Regions from separate parts of the Mus musculus genome. Here region 2 is linked to region 1. A link is a contact called in public HiChIP or PLAC-seq data. All regions are on one chromosome and are shown on one strand. The core of a region is the stretch at or near the end of the contact, and the rest is flanking DNA. Distances in the headings are between cores, read along the strand shown.

The links. HiChIP or PLAC-seq counts read pairs in DNA pulled down with a chosen protein or histone mark.
Region 2: an H3K27ac HiChIP or PLAC-seq map of oligodendrocyte precursor cells shows a contact between it and region 1, with 8 times the contacts expected there. The contact joins the enhancer-like site here to the promoter of Gpm6a in region 1. A contact is called at or near these places in 7 of 115 datasets of contacts at active chromatin or transcription factors (embryonic basal ganglia, embryonic forebrain, embryonic midbrain and 3 more) and 1 of 9 other capture datasets (pancreatic islet).

Annotation. Positions count from the first base shown.
Region 1 is chr8:54,951,787-54,957,311 of GRCm38.p6, forward strand. Gpm6a (glycoprotein m6a) reads left to right here and starts at 2,942. Exons shown (of 7, transcript NM_153581.6): 1 at 2,942-3,529. The coding sequence starts at 3,493.
Region 2 is chr8:55,099,816-55,105,340 of GRCm38.p6, forward strand. No RefSeq gene overlaps it. Among named protein-coding and RNA genes, the nearest start is that of Gm51571, 12 kb to the right of the region's middle. Within about 2 kb of position 3,221, at least 6 of the 459 cell types and tissues checked have an H3K27ac peak or open chromatin away from gene starts, as enhancers often do. A contact at or near this core is called in oligodendrocyte precursor cells, where this site is marked.

The sequences.
Region 1 (5,525 bases), core at 1,692-4,191:
GAAAATAATTGAAAAAAATATTTGATGAGGCACTATATCACTATAACTTGTGTATTTTAATGATCATTGTAGTTACTTTTCTATTGCTTTGTTAAAACACCTTGGCTAAAGCAAGTTATGAAAGAAAATGTTTAATTTGAGGCATTTGGTTTGAGAATGTTAGAGGTCACACCAATCATGGTGGGGGCTGTGGCAGCATACATGCGGGCATTGTCCGGAGTGGTAACTGAGAACTTACATCTTGATAACCAGGCATGAGTCTAGAAGAGCTAACAGGGAATGGTGTGGGCTTTTGAGCTTTCACAGTCTTCCCTCAATAACATAACTTCACCAACAAGGCCACACCTCTAATCCTCCTTAAAGAGTTCCACCAATTTGGGACCAAGATTTCAAATATATAATCCTACTGACACCATTCTCATTCAAACATACTACAATCGAAATACAGAGTGAAGATCATTGGCAGTTACTAAGGTTAATGTTTTATATTTAGAGTTCATTAAAATCAGTTTTCTATAAGGTTTTCTCATGAACATCTCATGAACTACTTTTCACATAACTAGATATTTAAGTTTTTTATTCAAACGACAAAAGATTTTGCAAATATCCTAAAAATGTCAACCAGCAACATCAATCCCAGCTGTCAAATGGGAAAAGAAAGATGGGGAATTTGGGAGATTTAAAGTGTTTCAGAGTGGGGTAGTGGAAACAATGCTAGATAAATGTGAATATACTGAAAACCCACAGGAGTGTAGACTTCAAAATGGCTCATATTTGTGTATATATCAAAAAAATGAATCTTAGCTTGTTTACAGGTTGTTGATGTAAGAATATGTATGTATGCGTTTCTTCTCATCATTTTGGAAGCTCTCCATTATCTTCAATATGAAAGGATGATGCTCTGAATATTTTAAAACCAAGGACGGTTTGGGAAATGAACTTCTTAATTAGTAAAGGAATCGGACATGGGAATGGGAAATAATGGGGACATCTGACACAAAATAACCACACAAATATCTATTTTCCACCTAGAGTTGTGAATACTGTAGAGTGGATGGTGTGGGAAACATCTAGGATGTTGGGGAACGGGGCGTCAACAGAACACTGTGTCTTGAGAATGAAGCACTTCACTTGCATATGACCTATAAACAAATTATTTCCTTAAAAGGGATTCTTATCAGAAAAAATAAAATAAAACAAATAATGAGTTGCTTTTGTTTTATAAAGAAAACCATTCTGACAATAAGTTGGTTATTATACAAATATATTGTTCCCTTGAAGTTTCCAGAGTACAAAAGAAGTTGTAATCACATCTTTCTATTGATCTTGTCCAGCAAATATTGTAAACTGAGGGTGACAGTGAAGGGACCAGTGATGTATTGGAGTAGAAAGGTAGAAGAGTTTTAGAAGTCAGAGTCCTAGACAAAGAATCAGCTTATGATGTTTGCTCTAAGAGTTTCTTCTTCATTTACAATCCCAGACCCTGCATATGCTTGAGTAGCAGACGAATATTCCAACATACAGGCTAATATATATATATATATATATATATATATATATATATATATATATATATTTCCCTGTTTTCCTTAAGTAACTCACTTAAAGTTTATAAAATACCAAAAAATATAATATAGTGTTATCATTTGTGTGTGTGCTGCTGTTAATTATTTGCTACACTGATTATTTCTGTGTCGTAAGATGAATGAAGCAGGTAAACAAGGATGGAGGCTCCACTCTGTTCTGAGTGTATGCCAGGATATGTCAGCAGAGAGATGGGCTGAAACACAAAGACTGCTATGTTTTGGCTTCTTTGATTGCCCTATGGCTTCTCTTTCAATCTGGACTGAACAAGCAACTGTCTTAAAAATCCTTGAATACAAATATATATATATGGGGAAAGAGACGAGAGAGAGAGAGAGAGAGAGAGAGAGAGAGAGAGAGAGAGAGGAAAGGGAGATAGATGCTGGGTGGCTAGAGATTCTTCAGTCGCAGTTACCCTTGGGTTAAACACATTTGACGAAAAGAATAGAAATATTGATTATCAGAGAGAAGTAGCTCTTCATTTATGTAAATAAACTGGAGCATTGTCAGATCATTTTTCCTTGAAATATATAAGTGATTTTACAGTTAAAAGTGTGGTGTGAAAAAATGCTGCTGACATGTCTTACAACCTATGTGAAAATTTTCGTATAACGCAAGCATATTATATGGATAACGGGGATATGCATTTTTTTTTCCATCAAGGGCAAGAGCTTATTCAGCTCTGTGTGTTTCCATATGCATGTTTGTTTCGAGAGGAACATAGGCAAGAGAGTCTTCCTTTATACTCTAGGAAAGCTTGACACAGCCTTGACAGACAGTGTTTATGTTCTTCCTGTACCTTTTGTGAAGTATTGCGACTCTACTTGTGTCCTGTCACTCAATAGGTTGAGCACGACTGCTAATTTATTGCCAGACTGCAGCATTGTGATTTGCATTCCTAATCAGAGTGCAGATTCCCATTGTAAAATGCTATCCTGTTGTTCCCTATCCAGAATCCTTTCGTTCTTTTTGTCGCCCCCATTCTCCAATAATCACCCTTAGAATTTTTCCCTTCACAAAATTCCCACTCGGAATTGGCAGCTTTTGTGGGCTAAACTAATCATAATTTACAAAGACATCGATTCTTTTTCTCTTTACCTGTAAAGGTCCTACGCCACTTAATAAAATACTTATTACAACAAAAGATTTATACTTATTTCTTTGAAAACCATGTTTTTATTTCTCCTTGATTCTGAAAGACGTGAAATAAAGGTCCTATCTTAATAATAAGCTTTAACAGACCAGCCTCGAGATAGTCTAATTACATCCCTCCTTGGCACCTTTAAATCAAATTAACTAGACACTTGGTGAGGAGGTAAAAGGAAAGGGCATTTTTGTAATGAATCTGACTGGGTGAGAAAAAACTACTGCAGCAGAAAGACACGACGAGAATTCGGGCTTTCCCACTGTGGTGGCAAAGGGGGGAATTATGGGTTGGTGGTCCGCTTCATGCTAGGAGGACACCCCTCTGTCTGTTCACAGTTCAGCCTGCTTCCAGTTTAAAGCCGAGATTTCAGCACAAACCTCAATTTCTTTCCCCCATTTTAAATGCAAAGCGAGGCTTGTGAATCACAGTGTCTCTGCTCCTAGAATCCAGACCCCTTTCCACTCCCCCTCCCAAAATTATCCGGCTGTTTGTTTGAGTACCTGCTTACTGTGGCACACACAATGGGCAGCTTTGAGAAGAAAAATTGATAATCTTCACGGAAGAGTAATTTGAATGAAATTACACTTGACAGCCAGTCTCTAAGCAAACAAGAGGCGCGAGGGAGCCTCAGCTAAGCTCCAAGGACTTGCCCAAGCCACTGCTGCTGGAGCTGCCCAGGGAAAAAAGGCACACGCTTTTTTGACATCTAATTGAGCTTTTGACTAATACCGTGCGCCAGATTCTCCTGAAGAAAGGTAGCCATGGAAGAGAATATGGAAGAAGGACAGACACAGAAAGGTACTGTGCTTTAAAACAGGTTTATTTGTAACTAGGTGATTATTTTGTGCTTTCCTTGTTTGCTTTAGACACTTGCCAGAGAGACTAATGAATCTTTCCCTCTTGGAAGGCATTTCTCCCTTCCTTTTTCCTCTGGTCTTCACTTGCTGTAATGCCAATTGTGATCCTTACTATTTGAACATCTTCTAGGTATAATACCTAAACGCATATTCTGATATTGATATGTACAGTGTGTCGAACTAATCTTTAGTCCAGTCTTTGTTAGACTTCATTTATTTCATGTTTTCATGGTTGTCAAGCCAAGCTCCGAGATTCCAGATTTCAGGTACAAACACAGTTGGTGCACAAGTTGCAGTTAAAATTTTGATGATGTAACCATTATCAATACCTTTGCATAGCCATCTGATAGAACAAAGAGCAACAGCATGTAGTATAATATGGTTGGTATTCATTGAATTTATTTATTTTTCTGGATGCAGTGTTGTTTTAATTTATAAGGAGCAAAGGTTCACTGATTTGGGGGGGTTATTTAATGACATTAGATTTTTTTTTCGTATGTCTGATTATAATCAACCTATACCTATATCATTGTTAAATATCAGATTCATTTTTAAAGCTTTCTAGTTATATCTGTCTATATGTGGCAATTTTTTAAATTAAAATTGGACAAATGCTGCCCATTTCAAATGATTCAAACAGCTTTAGAATTTTTTTTTATACATCAAGTGGGGCTTCCGAGGAAATTGTTTTCACCCCAGTAGAGGCAGTGTTTGCTGTCATGTCTGTGCACTGGCTTATGTAACATTAGAGAAAACACTCATTTTCTTAAGATTAAAAGACTCATAGCACGTAATACACATAAAGAAATTAATTTATGAGGATTACTAAAAAGAGATGTTTTCAAGGATGATTTTAAATGCATATAAATTTGTTCTCGTTTTAAACCTGCGTTTTTAATGATGTCACTGGTAGTGTGGAGATTCAGTGTAGGCTTTCTCATGTTAAAATGTTCAGGTATGCTTGCCCTCTTCTCTAAGTATATACACACACACACCATACACACACATACACACACAGAAGCATACACACACACATACATATGTGTACACACAGGCAGATACACACACACCGAAACCCACACACCCCTTTGGGTAAACATGCTGTACACAGATCCACCTGTATACAACGACTAAGTATGTAAATGTTTTCTATATGCAATAAAGATAAAAGATAAGCTAATAATCTTCAAAGCTTATGCTCTCATTGATAATGGCATTTGAAGAGAAACATAAAAATCAGCATCACTATAATACTAAGCTTTTAAAATAAAAACACCAACATTATTTGTCATTGCACAAATAACTTAGGAGTTTATTAGAGATTTTAAAGGGTAAATTTCCCTACCATTTCCTGTCTATACTACACTAGACATTTCAGGGGACTGCTTTATTTTCTGAATAAATCTCTTATTCTCACATCTTTTGATTGTACAAGTCAAATATTCTTCTTAAGCAAAGAAAAGAGTAGTTCAGTCATTTTAAGTAGACAAATGACACTCATTACACTAAATAAAATCTTAAATTATGGACCATGGTAACAGGTTGAATGTTTCTCAGCAAGCTATGATAGAGGCAAGAACAAGAAAAATGATGTAATGATGTTATGATCTCCCTCCCTCCTCGGGCAATACTAAAAATCGTTCATAGAGGGGAGGCAGCAGAACATTGACAGGATGATCTGTCTCAGTGGGTGTCTTATCATTAACATATGTCCATATAGACCAGCAATAGTGGAGGAAAGCGATGTTAAAATTAAAACAATCTATATGGTATACAATAAGTACATGATGGTTCTATGTAAAATATCTGTGGATCGGGTTGTTTTCTTAACTGAGGAATGGATTTAATTCTCTTTATACCTGAGTATCCTTTTCTCCCCCTCAAATATACCCATGGCACTTTTTTAACATGTTGGATTTTGTCAAGTTACCTTTGAA
Region 2 (5,525 bases), core at 1,971-4,470, 150 kb after region 1:
CTTTTTGCGTTTTTTATTTTCTTTGATTTTTGTGCCGATATTCTCTATGGAATCTTCTGCACCTGAGATTCTCTCTTCCATCTCTTGTATTCTGTTGCTGATGCTCGCATCAATGGTTCCAGATTTTTTTCTTAGGGTTTCTATCTCCAGCGTTGCCTCACTTTGGGTTTTCTTTATTGTGTCGACTTCCCTTTTTAAGTCTTGGATGGTTTTATTCAATTCCATCACCTGTTTAGTTGTGTTTTCATGCAATTCTTTAAGGTATTTTTGTGTTTCCTCTTTAAGTTCTTCTACCTGTTTAGCAGTGTTCTCTTGTATTTCTTTAAGTGAGTTATTAAAGTCCTTCTTGATGTCCTCTACCATCATCATGAGATATGCTTTTAAATCCGGGTCTAGCTTTTCGGGTGTGTTGGGGCGCCCAGGACTGGGTGGGATGGGAGTGCTGCCTTCTGATGATGGTGATAGGTCTTGTTTTCTGTTAGTAAGATTCTTACGTTTGCCTTTAGCCATCTGGTAATCTCTGGAGCTTGTTCTTCAGGTGATTATGTTAGTCTCTATCAGCAGACCTGGGATATTAGCTCTCTCCTTAATTTCAGTGGTCAGAGTACTCTCTGTAGGCAAGCTCTCCTCTTGCAGGGAAGGTGCCCAGATATCTGGTGTTCGAACCTGCCTCCAGGCAGAAGTTGTGTTCCAGTTGTGACCCTGATTAGGCCAGGTTTTCTGCTTCCCTAATTAATGCAGTCTCAGGTCCTGCATGATTGGATTGGAGTAGGGGCTGTATTCCACTCACCAGAGGTTTTAAGATCCCATGGAGGATCCTGTGAGGACCTTGTGAGTGTCCGGAGACTCTGCACCCAAGGTACCCCGGGGCTGGCGTGGACAGGAAGTGACTTGTGACTCTCGGGAGTACTCATTCTTGCCTCTTCAAATTTTTAAAGTTTTTTTTTTTTTACATACATTTTGTGACATATGTGTACACACACACACACACACACACACACACACACATCGCTAGCAATAATAGTTCTCATCCAGAATATATTTATTATTATGCTGCACAATATACAACCATTAAGAATAAAGTTTAACATTTCTCATTTGTACTAGTGGAGCTCTAGTTGCACTTCAAAGATTACCTAACAAAAATCCCAATACCAAACATGAGAAACCCTCTTATTTGTTATTGACCAAGGAGTTTGAAAAATCTCCAAAAACACATACTGTATTATTGTTACCCTTGCCCACACTCCCACAGGTGAAAGATAAGTCTTTTATCCTAAAGACATAATGCCCTTCAGAAACAGGACCCAGAGAGCTATGATCAAGAACTGACCTGAATTCTGCCTCCGTGAGAACTAGCTTTTATCATGCAAGCTTCCAAATGAGGAAAGAAACCAAAAGTCCTACACAGTTATGATGCCTATGAACCACATCAATGACTAGCATGGCAAGATAACCTTTAGGGTGTAATAGTTGCACACATAACTTTGCAGAACACAACAGCTCTCTATGTAAACTTAAAACTCACTCAAAAAGAGGGATACCAGTATTAGAGACGTTTTGGTTATTGAAAGAGGATCTGCAACCACAAATTTACTAATAGCATGGTCCCTAACAATAATCTATAAATATTTGTTCTTATACTCAGACATATGTGTAGTATTCACTCCTCATCAAGGAAACTTCTCATTGCAGCAGATTGAGACTACTATAGAAAACCACAATCAAAATGCAGAGTTGCGGAGTCCAGTCCCAACAAACAAAACTACAAACACTTTGTACCTTATAATCATAATCAGGGAACATTGCAGAAAAGGACATGGAAAGATGGCAAGAGCCAGAGGATTGGGGAGTTTCTATAAGATTGTTTCTCCAGGTAATATCAGGAGCTCTTTCTATCACTTATCATCAACATGACTGCCCAAATGAGAGCTGAACGTGGAGAGTTCATGGGGAAAAGTCCAGAAGGCTACAAGCCTACAGAGCTATAGGCACCTGAAGAAAGCCTGGAGTAGGAGAGGTGGCCTTCCTTAGAGAAGAATAAAGCAATTGGTTGTCAAGTGGCAGACCTGAAAAAAATTACACACAATTAACTTCATTTGGACTGAACAAGTTTTATGTACGAATACATATATGAAATGTATAGAAAATGGCTGAAAAGATATATATGCAATAACTATTATTGAAAAATGAGGCCAGAAGTTGAAGAGTGAGGAAGAGTATATGGAGGGTTTAGAGGAAGGAAAGTAAAGGGAGAGATATTTTAATTACATTATAATCTCAATATTTTAAAGGATAAAATTCAAGTCACACAAATCTATAAAAAACAATTACTTATAAGCCATAAAACTCCATGATAATGTTTCTTCATGAACAGAGTAATTAATTAAGATAATAATTTATGGCATAGTTCCATATAAGATTCAGTAAAAGGAAGCAGGATTTCCATAAAACCCACAGTACAATGTAAAGGCAGATTGAGAATGAGTTGTCTGTTTAATTTGTTCTTTGACTAGTTCCTTGGGGCTGTCTGTACATTAAAAAAATCATTCCATCTGTTCACTGTGCCTGAGTGACAGATATGTCCCTCAGCTTTCCTTTTGTCACAGAGAGAGGGAGTATTGATGTGCACATGAATGTATCCAATGCAAAGTACAAGAAGGGAAAAATACTTATATTTTTCAAGATAAGCTGAATCAAATCCTCTTCCATTAATACTAAATGCCCAGCAGCCATCACACAACATTAATATGCTAACAGTGATATGGAGTGAAAACATATTCCTTAACTCATATTTGGTGTTTTACCTATTATTTGACAGATTTGTTTCAATCAAAATTTTATAGAAGTCAGTAAAAAATACCAGAAATATGCTATGGAAATTGTTATGTAATTCCAGTTTCTTATATAGCCTGAAGCATAGCATTTCTTATAAGAATTTCAATTACTTCATTTGAAAAAGAAATCTGGTTTGTCAGATTTGATTTCTCTGTGTGTAAAATGGACTGATGAGATTTTTATTATTTGCAAAATGATTCAATATCTTTAATTAGTTGTGAGTTATGGGCATCAAGCACTAATGGGATACCAAGACTATAAGATACTGTTATTTATTACGATGACCCATTTAAAGCTCTTGGAACAGAAATTCCTTTGAATATATCTTTGTACCTTCACCACAGAATCTGGCAAAGTGCCTTGCAAAGAGACGGAATGAATTGATTTTTGTTAAATGGATAGATTTTACAGTCAGTCTGTAACTACCACTTCCCAGAGAAGAGAGTGTATTTACAACTTGTATAGAAAAAATAAACAATATTCCTGAAAGATAAATGGATCTAAACCATAGCTAGTTCAAAAGAGTAAATTATTGATACACAAATGTATAAGAAATTTGTGTGGTTCACAGTGGTTAGTTCTGTATGGGCCCATGAACAGTACATAGACTGTATAATTTCCCACTGCCAACTGTAGGCAAAGTGTTAATTAGATCTCTTTCGATTGATTATGTCATGTTAAGGATAAGGACAGAATTTCTCTTTATCCTCATTCATCTCTTCTCTTTCAGTTTTGCTCCCTCACTAAACGTAGGTATTGGGTAAAAATATTAGAGAAAAGGAAATGCACATTTTCTGACTTGTTATGCAAAAATCCTCAATAAACATTATCTAAGGGAATTTAATGATATTTAAATACATATTATATTTTGTATTATAAATACATTTTTTATACATGTTAAGTATTATCCACTGCTTCTCTAGAACTCATCACTTAGCTTAGGTGAAACAACATGATGTAAAAATTATTTTCCTATTACTAATTGACCTAGAAAATTAACAAAGCTGTTAATTAACAAAGCTTTATGTTTCCTGTTCAGTGTGTAAGATATTCCTCTAGGCAACAAGAAAGTAATAATTGTGATGGAATATGACAACATCTAATTATAACCACAGGAGAGGAAGAAAGAATTAAATTTGAGATATATTAAAAATGGGAATGTAAGTTCTGTCTTCACTTTTTTTGTGAAACAGTATATAAAATAAATGATAAAGAGTTGCTGAGAGAACTGAAGTGGGAAACATGTTTTAGGCAGTTTTTTTGATATCATAAACATTTGAATTATAATTGCTTGCATTAGCGTATATTAATGCACATATATATATATATATATATATATATATATATATATATATATATATATATGATGGTATATATACACACACATATATATACCATTACATGTTTGTGTGTTGCTCAAAGTTGATTGACATCATTATTGATCTCTATGCCTAACAAAACATTAAACTCATGGTTAGGAAATCAGCTAAACCAGGAGATTGTCTCTTGTGTCTGAAACTATCAGCAGCATACAATTTCTAGTTTGTGTTTCTTAAATGTAGAGAAAATGGCTGAAAAGAAAGGCTGTCGCAAAGGAAAATAAAAAGGCATTGTAATTTCTTCCTAAGAATTATTGGATGCTGACATCTAGTGGCTCAGAAAAGTTACTGAGATGGTAGAGTTTAATAGCTGAAGGGGTCTGCAACCCTATAGGTGGAACAACAATATGAACTAATCAGTATCCCCAGAGATCATGTCTCTAGCTGCATAGGTAGCAGAAGATAGCCTAGTCGGCCATCCCTGAGAAGAGAGGCCCCTTGGTTTTGCAAACTTTATATATCCCAGTACAGGGGAATGCCAGGGCCAAGAAGCAGGAGTGGGTGGGTAGGGGAGCAGGGCGGTGGGGGGCGGGGGCGGTTATAGGGAACTTCTGTGATAGCATTTGAAATTTGAAATGTATATAAAGAAAATATCTAATAAAATATATATATAACATCAAAAATAAGTATGCTATCTATGGTGCAAACTCACAAATTTATAGGTGGATACATTAAATTTGCATGCTCAATTATAGCTGTTTGTGTGCCAAATTGCTACTGAAGGAACTCTCCTCTCCCCTCCCTCTCCTCTCCTCTCCTCTCCTCTCCTCTCCTCTCCTCTCCTCTCCTCTCCTCTCCTCTCCTCTCCTCTCCTCTCCCCTCCCCTCCCCTCCCCTCCCCTCCCCTCCCCTCCCCTCCCCTCCCCTCCTCTCCTCTCCCTCTCCCCTCCCTCTCCTCTCCCTCTCCCCTACTCTCTACTACTCTCTTAATGTTGCAAATGACCAGCTTCAGCTTAGAGAGGAGAGGTCCTGAGGAGGTGGTCTTTGGGAGCAGTGAAAGGAACAATTCAAAATCAATCATAGGTTCAAACTGTCAGTTCTGTCTTTTTCTCAAGCTCCAGATAGCTGCATAGATATAGCTCAGTTTTTGCAGACCAAAGCCCATTCTTTTATTTACATATCTGTTCAATCATCCTCCCCATGTTCGCTTTTGATTATTCCATAAATCATTATTTTATAACTGACTGTAGCCCCTTGATTCTTTGCAAAGGCAGCAAGTACACTTTTTTTTAACATAGCAAATGAATTCAGAGATATGCCTGCCTTTGTAAGCACAAACAATGAGATTAACTGGGTTAGATCCTATCCT